Regions from separate parts of the Danio rerio genome. Here region 1 is linked to region 2. Evidence: chromatin contacts called from public Micro-C data. All regions are on one chromosome and are shown on one strand. Each heading gives the region's core, a stretch centred on a gene start, on an enhancer-like site or on the middle of the called end of the contact. The rest is flanking DNA. Distances are from core to core; before and after follow the strand shown.

Region 1 (6,747 bases), core at 1,570-4,069, 200 kb before region 2:
ATGGGAACATTTCCTTTATTGACTATCTTTTTTGACATAGGGCTAATTAAGACTGTGAATCTGCATTTGTTCTTATAGGCTTTGTATCTTAACGGTATACACAAATTCAAGATCTCAGAAGGAAAGGATAGGGAAAGAATGAAAGGTCTTTGAAAAAACATGCCTGATGCCTCTTTGAAAAAACATGATGCTTGTGAGTGGAAAAGATTTTGAAGTGTTGCTGAAATAACATATTCAACAATTTCCGTTCATTTCTAATCAAGTAGGCTGCATTAAAAAAATAATATTCTGGAATATTAAATCCTTCATTTTCCTTCGGCTTAGTCCCTTTATTCATCAGAGGTTGCCACAGCGCAATGAATCACCAACTTATCCAGCATATGTTTTACACAGCAAATGCCCTTCCAGCTGCAATCCAGTACTTGGAAACAGTACACACATATACTACGGCCTATTAATTTATTCAATTGATCTATACTTAATGTCTGTGTACTGTGGGAGAAACTGAAGCACTCGAAGGAAACCCACGCCAACACAGGGAGAACATGCAAACTGTTGTGGAATATAATTATTGTTTAAAATAACTTTTTAAGAAAAATAGTCTTTTACAAAAATAAATTGTAAAAATGTAATTCATACGTAACTAGAATCACACGGTCCTTCAGAAATCTGTAATTTTAACGATTTGCATCTCTTTTTTGTTCAATTATTACTGGTGCTTAATTAATCTTAATAGCATTAGTGCTTAACCTTAAAGATTAATTACATTATAAATTCATTTATTGTCACTTTCAATTTAATGTGTCCTTAATGAATGTTTAACCCTTGAACTGCCCGTTCAACCAAATGGTTGATCATATTCGGACTGTTTTAAATAATGACTGTTAAATTCATTTAAAGACTGACTGTTATAAATAATGGTTTACACACACAGCATTATTGGTTTACAACAAAATAAAAAAAACACAATCGTGTTGCACTATTACACTTGATTTTGGTTTTATCGTAAAAAAAGAGAACATGTAAATTAAGAATCTGAAATATTTGATGGCATACTACAAAAAATAAAAATGATGTAGTGTTCAAAACTTTTTTATTTGATTATTTAAAAAAAATAAATAAATAAATTGCTCTTACACTTCAGATTTTTTAAAAATATTGATTTCGGTACTTTTACCGGCTGATATTTTGGAAATTATGGGATCTGAAAATAAATCATTGAGTGTGTTCTTGGTGGAGCAGCTAAGGGCTAAAAAAAGAAAAAAGAAAATCCAAACTTTCTACGGGTAGTGTGGTGTACCATCTTGTCATATCATGTTGAAATTTACCCAAATGAAAATAGTTAATTTATCACTTTTTTGCTGTGTAAAGGAGATGTTTTTAAGAATGTGTGAAGTTTTGGTAATTGTTTGAAAAGCCAAACAAACTCAAAATTACTACAACACATGTCAAACGTGAGATTAAGCTTGCCAGCAAATAAATAATGATCATATCAAGTTGTGGTAACTTTAATGTGATTTAATAGTAAAATTGAGTTTTACTTGAATTCTTTCAGCTGATCTCTGGGTCTGGTCGGAGGACTTTTAGCTTAGCTTAGCATAGATCATTGAATCAGATTAGACCATTAGCACATTGTTCGTTTAAAAAAAAGACTTTCGATAATATTCCTGTTTAAGCTTGACTCTTGTGTAGTTACAGGGTAAGACTGACAGAAAATAAAAAGTTGCTATTTTCGAGGTCAATATGTCAAAAAACTATAGGCCTACTTCTGATGTAATAATCAAAGAACTTTCCTTCCATGTCTGCAGCAGGCGCAATGATATTAGCCTACGCAGCACCTAAAAATAACAGCGTGTTGCCATTTTATTTTTTAAAACCATTTAACATTTTACTGAGGTTTAATGAAAATAAAAGAATGTTTAAAAATATTTAAACTTATTCCAAATTAACTGATTATTCAGTCTATTTTATAAATTAATCTGTGGATAGCATAATACTTATTTAGTGTAATTTATAAATAAATGTGAAGGTCTGACCGGTAGATGGACTGCACAACTGACAGCCATTTTATGAACTTAAAAATGACATGACAAGCCGCCACTTTTTTTGTGAAAATTGCAATTAATAATAATAATAATAATAATAATAATAATAATAATAATAATAATAATAATAACTATAATAATAATAACTATAATAATAATAATAATAATAATAATAATAATTATTATTATTATTATTATTATTATTATTATTATTATTTATTTATTTTTTCATCGTTACTAAGAAGCAGTTAGATGGCATTCACTTTGCATCAGCCGGGAAAACTTGAGGTAAGCGTGTGTGAAAACATTGAGGCTATCGGTCTGAATAAGCCAAACATCTAAACTAGAGCATCCTCCAGCTCGATGCGTTGGATGGGGATGTTTTTTTCGGGGTTTCGGTCTGCTCCCTCCTCCGCTTTTTTCGACATGATAAATAGCGCAGTCTCTTCCGAAGGCAGTCAAAGTCACTCCGTCCGTCACCCGGAATGGACTCAAAGGATGCTCCAGAGAGTTTGGAGGCGGGCGGCGGCAGCGCGAGATGCCGCTGCAGCAGCACCCGGAGATCCGTCACGTTTCTCCTCATCCAGGGTCTGTTTACAGCCGCCTGCGCCGCATTCAGTTTCAACATCTTTTTCCACCAGAAGCCTGGACCCAGCAAAGCTCAGGTAAGGGCTCGTTTCCTTTATTAATAAAGTTCTTTATCATCAACGGTGATTTTAGTGTCGTTCGATATTTTAAACGATGTCCTTTAGAGGGCAGTGTTGACTATGGTAACGGTAGGTGGATGAAGTTTATAAGACCTGTCACTCACCCCAGGTGAACTTTACAGAAAGTATGTAGAGTTTTTGCATGGTTTAAACAGCAGGTGTTTGGTTGGTTCAGTTTGTATCTGAGGTGTTTATTGTGGTCGTGTTATGCTTCAGAGAACGCTGTATTTGAGCTTTGCCTTGGCATGTCCCTTTTGGGAAACCCCTGGTAACATTTGATGTGTCTTTCTGTGCCTTTGTTTTTAACCATTGTGCGTCAATTAAAAAAAAAAGTACACACATGACAAACGTGCATTATATTTAGTGCAGTGTCACTAAGTAACTAACAATGTAAATAAATACATTTACAATTACAGTTTTTGAAAAAGCATTTTAGTTTACACTTTTTAAAGCATTCATTTGCGTAGTATAATTGGAACATTTTAAAGTTTAAGTTTAAGATTTCCCTTCATTATAAGTGATGTTTTGTGGAATAAGTTTTAACCTGCAAATGTAAAAAATTTTTTTGCTTTCTTATTACCTTAAAAAGTCTTTAAAATTGTTACAAAATCCCATAAAGAGTCTTTTTGAGTGCAACATATCTATGTTTTTATCCCTATTTGTTTCCATAGAAAATTATTATGTTTATTAAGGTGGCATCTATTAAATGTAAAAAAAGAAAAGAACAAAAAAACATATTTATTAACACTTTAAATAACTGCTTTCTTATTATATGTAGTTTCAAATAAAATTATTACTCCAGTCATTATTGCCTTTATTACTTTTACCATTAATAATGGTAACATTAATACTAATACTAATAGTAAGAGTGATTGCTGAAGGATCATGTGACACTGATGACTGGATAAATGGAGCTGAAAATATAAAAAAAATCTTTAAAATCATTAGAGTAAACTATTAAATTAAATTATAAACTACTTTTGAACATAACATAATGTTATTTATAGTGCAATAACATTTCACTACTCAAAATTTGGTGCTGTACTTTTTGATTAAATAAATGCAGCCTTGGTGAGCAGGAGACGCTTATTTTTAAACTTTTAAAAACTTGACAGTGAGCCACTTCCTGAATACCCAAATAATTATTATACATACTTTATATTCGCTTAGTCTGTAGTCCAAAATTTAGTTGCATTCCATATTTTAGCTTAAATGCCACTGTTTCAATAATAAATAAAAAAAGAGATAAAAATAAATGGAAGGACACAAAATGTAAAATGTATCCCTAAAATGAATAAAGGGTGCAGAGTTAGTGTTAAGGTCATCTAACTTCCACTGTTTAAATACTGTAGGCCTGTGACCCACCTTAAAGAAAAAGGTTCCGGCATCAGTGGTTTTATAAAGATCATTTAAAATCCATGTAAAAGCTCTTTATTGCACAAAAAGATCTTCAAACTATAAAAAGCTTTAAGAAAAGGTTCCTCGGGAACTAAAAATGTTTTTTCAATGACATTTTTAAGAGTAAGAGACCCTTTTTGGAAGCTAAATAAAGCTGTAATATCAGATGATCTTACCCACAAAAAACATCTGAATGATCTGGCTAGTGGTTCAAGGGTGAACAGGTTGGTAAAGTTCCAGTTTCATGTTTCATTGCCCCCTTTTCTCAAGTGCCCACACACGAGATGTGCATTCTATCGCTGTGCCAGGTCCTGAGAAAGAGCATTTTCTTGGGCAAAGGTGTTCCACTTTCTCACTATAGAGGCCTCTACAACCCACATCTTCCACTACTGCCCTTTTGCTCCGGCCAATGGAAGTGTTTTTTTTGTGATTCTGTTGATTTGATGGCGATGGAATTTTCCATGTCTATCAGAATGAGTGTGTCTGGTATTTCTCATCACTTTCATCATTGCCATGTTATGTATCTTGATTCATTTTTGGACCAAATTGAACGCTACAGAGACAAAATGGTGACTCAACATAGAAATAAAATAGTTTATTGTAAAATTGTTTTATCTATGTCAAAGACGGAAAAAACAAAGCATGAAAACGTTTTTCTTTAAATTCATTTTTTAATAAAGATTTAATTCTAAAATGCTACAATTTTCAAAATTGCACAATGTTATATATTTATATATATTTTTTGCTACTTGAAAAAAGTTATGCAAAAGTTAAAGTCCCTTACACTCCTGTGAAATTTTAATTCTTTTCCAAATATTTCCCAAATTATGTTTGTCAGAAAGGGAATTTTTCACTGTATTTTTTATTATTTTTCTTTAGAAATGCTTCTACTTGGTATTATTTTTAAATAAATAAATAAATAAATAAATAAATAAATAAATGAATGAATAGACAAATACATAAACAAACAAACAAACAAATAATTTAATGAATGAATGAATAAATGAACATACAAACAAACAAACTAACAAACAAACAGAGTTAATAAATGAATAAACAAACAAACTAACTAACTAACTAACTAACAAGCAAACAAACAAACAAACAAACAAACACATAAATAAATAAATAAATAAATAAATAAATAAATAAATGAATTAATTAATTTTTTGTAAATAAATAAATAAATAAATAAATAAATAAATAAATAAATAAATGTCATTAGTTTTATTAATCCTTTCAATGCTTTATTAAACATTTTTACTGAAGTGTACCTGAACTGTAACAAAGCAAAAATAAAGAAAAAAACATCTTAATAATACAAGTCATGATTAATCATCATTGTTCAACACTTCTACATATAATGCTAATTAATATGAGTTTATAAATAAAACATTTTTTTTCTCCATTACTTGTCAGATTTGTTGGACATTTGCAATGAATATATTGATAACATTAACAGTTTTAATGTGGTTCCAAAAAGTATTAGTGTTTTTAAATAGACATTTGTACGTCATAGGTTTCGTGAGGGGCTTCAGTAGCATGATCTTGAACAAGGGTGCCCAAACTTTTTCTTATGAAGGGCACAAAACCTAACTTGATTGATGGCAATATGCCAAAAGTAAATATATCCAACTGTATTATAATGTAACAATTTCTTCATTCATTTCAAAATAAATAAAAACCCTTACTTTAACCATATTTACTAATTCTTAATTCACTGAGGATTTCTCAATTGTGGTCTATACAATAAGCAAAAATATGTTCAATAAAAATATATATACTTAATTAACTAATTAATTAAATATTGGATTGAAAAAAATTGCTTTTTTGCAACTTAACAATAAAACAAACCAAGTTTAGACAAAAATTAGACATGAAAGTGTGTATTAAAGGCATTAACCCCAACACTCAATTCACACAATTCTCCCTTTCTTCTCAAATAGGATGGAGGGCCAAATCAAAGGTTACCATAGGCCAACTTAGGCTCGTGGGCCCTAGTTTGGGCATCTATAATCTTGAATGTGGTCCATTAAGTTATGTTTCAAGTTTCTATGTATCAATGTGCATCAAAATGTATAAAGGTCTTATGTTTTTAGAAATATATGTAAGAAAAAAGTATTGCCATTTGCCAAATAACATTTGTAAAATTAGGCCTGAGGTATTTATTAATGATTAAGGATAATGCTTGATTAAATAATGAATTAATAATGATGTAATTTATTGAGCTGTAGTATGCTTGAGACAGCATCCATATGCATATGCCTCTGTTCACTGCTAGGGCATTATTTGGTAATTAGCCAACTTATATTTGTAACCTTTTATCATAAAAGAGTTAGTTAGTTAGTTAGTTATAGTACACAAATTTCTTATGAATTGCATGTCACTGCTTCTAGAGTATTTACGAAGTTTGGTAAAACAGTGTTGTCCTCCTTTGGCCCTACATTATGGAACGAAATCAGAGTGTTATCATGTTAGAAACAATTCCTTCTCTAAACATGAAAAAATAAATAAATAAATGAATAAAAATGAATAAATAAATAAATAAATAATAATAATAATAATAATAATAATAATAATAATAATAATAATAATAA
Region 2 (6,583 bases), core at 513-3,012:
ATGATGAAAATGTATAACCTATCCCAATCCTGACATAGCTGCGTTTAAACAGCGCAAACAATACTCCTTATAGTTATGCCATATTAGACGGTTCTGTGTGAAAAACTGAAGACGCTCCTTTAATGCATTATCATGTTAAATTATTTTAAATTAGACGCCCCATCCATAACCAACCTTAAATCATACCTGAACTCTGTTTAACATTTCCAAGTAAACTGTTTTGTGACATTCTCATAAAATCTCTCTGGTTTTGAAAATCTTTGATCGTAATTGTTCTTAGCCCTGTCAATGTTTATCTATTTTGTATTATTATTATTATATTTTCTCTCCTGTTTCTCATACGTTTATATTCTTTAGCTGTCAATATAATACTTAGCGTCTATGGAAGAAAGAGTCAATAAAGATAGACAATAAGTAACATCATATTCATCAAAAGACGGTTTATGTGCACATAACCGCACCGGTCCGAGCAGGTAACGAGCCAGCATGGGAGACAAGCTCCGATAAGATTGCAGAACAACGTCTGTCCCTGGATCAGGAGTGAGCTTTACGCGATCACCAGCTGGCTTCCGTTACATAAGGGCAAATATAGATGACTAAAACCTCATTTACTCATTTTACTCATACTTTTTATTATTTATAATGTCCAAGGCATTGGTATTAAAATTGAATGCTACTTTTTTTGCCTTTATTAGCCTTTTTCTCGCCTGTTTACTGGGTTAAAAATCTTACATTATTCCATCTCCACCTGCTGGTGAAAGCTAGAGCAGCTGCGATCTTCACTCTGCAATCTATTGCTTCTCCTGCAGTTCCCGGATGTAATGTTGAAATTTATCAGTCGAATTTGATCCACTGAATTTATGGAAGCGAATATAAGAACTGAAATAAAATGAACTGAAAATTACCTTTTGAATATTATACATCGTATTTTTAAAGGGTATTGAATATTTTTTAAGTGAAATCTGAAAATTGAATATGAATTATTGAATTTTTAAGTATGAAAACGTGTTTGAAATATTTTTCGTTGAAATATTCACAGCTTAAATAAACAGGTATGTTAAATTTCAGGACCTAAAAATACAAACCCTGGAATTCAAGTCATTAAAATGCAAGAACTTGTTAATACGGTGTATTATTTTTTTCAGTTTGTGATATTCAACAAGCTTTTTAATTCAAGACTTTAGGCATTGATTTTGTTCCATAGATAGCGGTGTTCGGTAAATGGTACTAACGTTACCTATCCATTCATGTTTTGCAGCGTCAATACCTGCAGATAGTACTTGATCTCCTTCTTGATGCTTGGCATCCACTTCTTTACTGCTGCCGCTGAATTTAACGTTGCCTGCGTGTCAAAAAGTCCATTAAAATTACATGACTGTTACTTAATGGCTGACAATCGGGTTGAAGTAATATGAAATATATGAAATAGATTTCTTACAAGCTTTGGTCTGGGCTCATGGACATCTTTGATTCGACCCTCTGAAAAAATAAACACACATTACCACACACTGACCACGTGCAAACGAGTGAGAGAAATGTGGCTTACACATTCAAGCGACTGCTTTTTTATTTTGCAGTATTTCATTTGTTATTTTACAGTAGTGTCAGTTCAACCGGTTATAAACGGGTTTCATACCGTCTCTCTCTTTCTGCAACCACAGTCGGTTCAGTTTTCCCAGCTGTTTTTCTTCGTTTCTCGCCATTCCTGCAGCATTTCCGTCAACAGGGCGTCACGTGACAGAGTGGATAGACAGACGGTCACGTGACAAGGTATGCTCGTCAATTCTTTATTCAACACCTTTTTTAAAGTAAAATATTGGTTTTACATCAGTTTTGCAGAAACTAGTAGTTCCTTTGATTTGATGGCATGTTTTCAGGCAAAAGTCCAATTACTCAAACGCATTTTATTTCCTCTTAAAGTTGCGTTGTGCATGATTTCAGCAAAACTACTTTAAAACAGACGTTTCCCAAAACTGAAGTTATTTCTCTATAAAATAGTGGGAAAGTGTCATTTGAACACATTTGGAGGAAAAGTCTTTAATTAAGCAAGTTCTTTACAGACCAAATAATCTTTAACCTATAGCACGTTTGTATGTTTACACGGGCTTACTTAAAATGTTGTGAGTTATCTAAACTTATAAATAGTATTAATATAGTAATAATATTATTAGTAATAATATTATTAGTAATAATATACTTTAGACATTGTTACGGACATTGTTTACAAGGTTTTCAAATGCTGTGTTAGAGTGACACCTGTTGACAAAACCATGAATTCATTAGAAAATTGTGTAAAATATTTCTGCTGAGCTTCAAACGCTTATTAAGATTAACTGTGGTTTTACTATATCAAAAGTCTTTTTGGGAACAAATATTTAATATGAACTACCATTCTAGTTTAGTTAGGTTTACAACACACCATGTTAGTTTAGCGAAATATTGTGTGGTTTCCGTTGTGTAACTACATGAAAAAATTCTGAGCAATTCCAGCGTTATGAATGTGATATTTGCAGTAAAAGCTCAAAACATAAATTCGCATAAACAGTAGGCTATATGTTAACATTATATTGAAACATCTGTTTATATTTGGTAAAACTACTAACCACAGTTATTATAAGATCAGAAAATCTTTAAACATTCAGTAAAATAAACATGTGTTATGGATGTGACAATAAAGTCTGCACGTTTACAGTCTACAACCTACTTTATAGAATTTCTGTGAATTAAACTGCACAACCCAAAAGAAATAATGCTAATCAAAAAGAATAAGAGTTGGCTCTCTGTAGAACAAACATGATTGATTTTATTTTATTTGACATGCTTTCATTTATGAGGTAAAAGCTTCGCTATGGATGTGACATCTCTCCGATATGAATGTGACAGATCTGAATTTGCCACTTGTGGGACTTCTGTAAATCAAATGTAATATTTTAACACACTGACAGATACATTTTTGAGTATTTTAAAGTACTGTGAAGTACTTGCATACACAAAAAAATGTTGAAACGGTTCGTCTATTTTGGTGAAAACTTAATTTATGAGTGAAAGTGCATTTTTCATGAGACAAATATATCTGGATAAAAGTAAAAAATTCTGTTAGCTTGTTTGATATCTACTGATTCAAAAACAGCTGAGCAAACGTTTTCATCAAACACGTTCAAGATTACAATTTAGTTTCTCCTGTAACATTCAGCGCCTTCATTTTACAAGGAACATCTTCTTCTTCAGCAGGGTGCTTATGTTCTCATGGGCCTCTGTGTCCCCTGCTTCAGCCACCTGAAGTGCGTTTTTCTTCACATTATTAGTAGCCTGAAGATTTGCCCGTTCTCCATTTGTCCAGTTGATCAGTCTCTGTACCGTTCCCAAATGCCCAGTCTTGCAAGCACAGTGAAGTGGTGTGTCTTTATTGTTATCCAGGGCGTTAATCTTTGCTTTATTCTCCAGTAAAATGCCAACCAGCGCCTCATGACCATGCTCTGCAGCTAAATGCAGAGCAGTCCTCCTCCACACGTTCTTATCATCCACATTCTTGCTCTTACTCGATGCGAGAAGAACACTGCCTGCTCTTTCCTTTCCGTTTCGAGCAGCGTAATGCAGTGGTGAGCAGCCGTCCATGTCTTTAGCTCCAACTTTAGCTTTACCAGCCAACAGTGCTGAAACTGCCTTAGTGTGTCCCTCCGCTGCAGCCAGATGCAATGGGGTTTTCTTCTCTCTTTCTGAGGCATTTGAATACGCTCCAGCAGCGAGAAGTGATTGTATGATGGCCACTTCTCCTTGTTCTGCCGCCCAGTGCAAGGCTGTTCTTCCCTGTTTGTCTTTGGCATGGACATCGGCTTTGGCCTCTAGCAGTTGGGCGACTGCTTCAGTGTGGCCATTTTGGCTGGCGAGGTGCAGTGGAGTGAATCCATCCTGGGTGACGGGATTGAGCTGAGCCCCCACACGCAGTAGCAGTGCCATCATGGCTGGCTGATTATGGGATGCACTGAGATGGAGAGGAGTCTGATCTTTAGGGCCACTGATGTTGGGGTCTATGCCCTTATGCAACAATATCTATGGTGGAATAGAAGGTTACAGATTTATTTATTATATTAATTAAATTTAACATGCACTTTGTGCTGACCTTAAACAGATAGTTCACCTAAAATTCTGAAAACTTGAAAATGCTGTCATCGTTTACTCGCTGTTTACTTCTTTTTAAAAACTTTTCAGAGTTTCTTTCTTTCCACATAGCTTATTTTTTTCTGGCCCACACCAGCAGCTCATCTCACAGTGAATTATGGTACTGTACATGGCTGGACCAAGTCTGGCGTCCATAGAGCAGCTAAACATTAACCATATCTGGGCTAAGTCTCAGCCAAGTTAATAATCCATAACTGGGCCTGAAATAGGCCAGATATGTTGGTGACCCATTGCACAGCGCTTTAGCTGCTATATTTTTTTCGTAGAATTTTTTACTTTACTCAAAAATAATTTATATGTATTTAAATGTGGGTCAAGATAGGCCAAACTTACGTGGCCCAGATATCAATTTTAAACATCTGGGGCAAATGCTACATTTTGCATCTGGCTCAAGTCTTGTGTGCTGCCTTAAAGACGGTGGCACCTCTGACAAAACCAGGCCATGTTTGGCCCACATGCTGTATGCCAGTGCCGGATGAATGCTTGGTGTGCCAGCTCTTTGCCAAATCTGGACCGGAATTCTTTGTTTCCCTGAGTTCTGTGAAATACAAAATAACATTTTAAAGAAGGCTGAAAAACTGTAACCATTGACTTCCATTGTAGGAAAATCAAATACCATGGAAATCAATGGTTACAGGTTTTCTTTTGTGTTCAAAAGAAGAAGAAAAAAACTTAGAATGGTTTAAAATATCATTATTTGAAGTAAATAGTGAGTAAAATGTAATTTCTAGGTGAATTATCCCTATAAGGCAGAAGTTGTCACAGAGTCTTAACATTATATTTTAAGGGCATTTATAAGTTTACTGTCATTTATGGACATTTGTTACAGGACTTTTATATTGTCTACTTTAGCGGTTCGTGCAAAACCATCAAAATATCAGTACTGTAGTTTAGATGTACACTGTAAAAAATTAGTCATGACAGCATAAGTTTTTGGTCATTGTAACTTATTAAACTAAGTGACTCATTCATTCATTCACTTTCTTTTCGGCTTAGTCCTTTTATTAATTCAGGGTCGCCACAGCGGAATGAACCACCAATTTATCCAGCATACGCAGTGGATGCCCTTTCAGCCGCAATCCCATTGCATTGCGCTTTAGCTGCACTACTGGGAAACACCCATGCACACTCAATCACGCACATACACTTCGGCCATTTTAGCTTACGTAATTCACCTGTACCCCATGTCTGTGGACTTGTGGGGTACCATGCAAACATGGGGAGAACATGCAAACTCCACACAGAAAAGCCAACTGACCCAGCCAGGACTTTAACAAGCTTTCTTCTTGCTGTGAGACAATCGTGCTACCTACTGTGCCACCGTGTTGCCAAAACAAGATGCTCCTTTTCAGGAATTAGTTCATTTGTCAATAATAGGCATGTTTTTATAAATTTTTTATGTTTTACATTCCTGTTTTGTTTCATAAACTATGGAAAATTATGCAATCTAATTATATGCATAAAATCAAATAGCTATAGTTTAAGCAACCAAATTATTATTTGTGAACCTGTACCACAAATCCAATCATAAGTGTCATTTTTTCACCTGAAAACTGGATAAATAAACTTTTCATTGATGTATACTTTGCTAGGATAGGACAATATTTGGCAGAGTCACAATTACTAAAATATCTGCAATCTGAGGGTTTAAAAAATAAGAAATACATCGAAATATTAAGAAATTGTCTTTAAAGTTGTCCAAATTAATGCTTAACAATGCACATTACTAATCAAGAAGCAAGTTTTGATATGTTTCCATAAAAAATTTCAAAATATCTTCATGGAATATGAGTTTTACTTAATATTCTAATAATTTTAGCTTAGATAATTTTGAGCCATACAATGTATTGTACCTGTGCAACATAATGCAGGTTTTATGGTCCAAAGTCACATTTTACATAAACACATACAGATATAAATATAGGTTTATAAACAAACTATACAAACTATTCTGTTTTAACAGTTATATATACAGCTAAATTTACCTGCGCTATTTGTATGCTGCCGCTTTGAACAGCCAAATGAAGACTGGACATCTGGTTCGGCAGTCTCTCATCCAGCTTGGCCTTTTTGGAGACCAGCACTTTAAAAGCCTCCCCATTTCCCAGCTCTGCAGCCAGAAGCACAGGTGTGTATCCAAGCTCATTGCAGCTATTGACATCTGCACCGTGCTCAATAAGTGCAGCCACGACCGCATCCAAGTTCCTCTGAACCGCTTTAAAAAGAGCCGCATTTATCTCAGTCTGAGACATGGACTCGTGGACATGCTGCAAAAATAGAGAGAGGAGAGACTTTCTGTTTAGCTGGAAAGCAGCATCCACGATCCTGGAGTCCACCTGAGCTCCAGCCTTCAACAAGACCGCTGCGGTTTTCTCATTTCCGTGGCGAACTGCGTGATGAAGAG

The links. Hi-C and Micro-C count contacts between places; a contact is called where the count stands out from the background.
Region 1: a Micro-C map of caudal fin shows a contact between it and region 2, with 3 times the contacts expected there. The contact joins the enhancer-like site here to the promoter of si:dkey-86e18.1 in region 2. A contact is called at or near these places in 3 of 18 Hi-C or Micro-C datasets (caudal fin, hematopoietic stem cells and an unstated tissue).

The regions. Positions count from the first base shown.
Region 1 is chr20:16,989,788-16,996,534 of GRCz12tu, reverse strand. No RefSeq gene overlaps it. Among named protein-coding and RNA genes, the nearest start is that of si:ch211-195o19.4, 110 kb to the left of the region's middle. Within about 2 kb of position 2,819, at least 7 of the 62 cell types and tissues checked have an H3K27ac peak or open chromatin away from gene starts, as enhancers often do. A contact at or near this core is called in caudal fin, where this site is marked.
Region 2 is chr20:16,788,265-16,794,847 of GRCz12tu, reverse strand. It overlaps si:dkey-86e18.1, which reads right to left and starts at 1,762. Exons shown (of 5, transcript NM_001025491.1): 1 at 1,637-1,762; 2 at 1,439-1,479; 3 at 1,268-1,342. The coding sequence starts at 1,703. caiap (CARD- and ANK-containing Inflammasome Adaptor Protein) reads right to left here. Exons shown (of 2, transcript NM_001025492.1): 1 at 6,165-6,583; 2 at 3,199-4,050. The coding sequence ends at 3,199.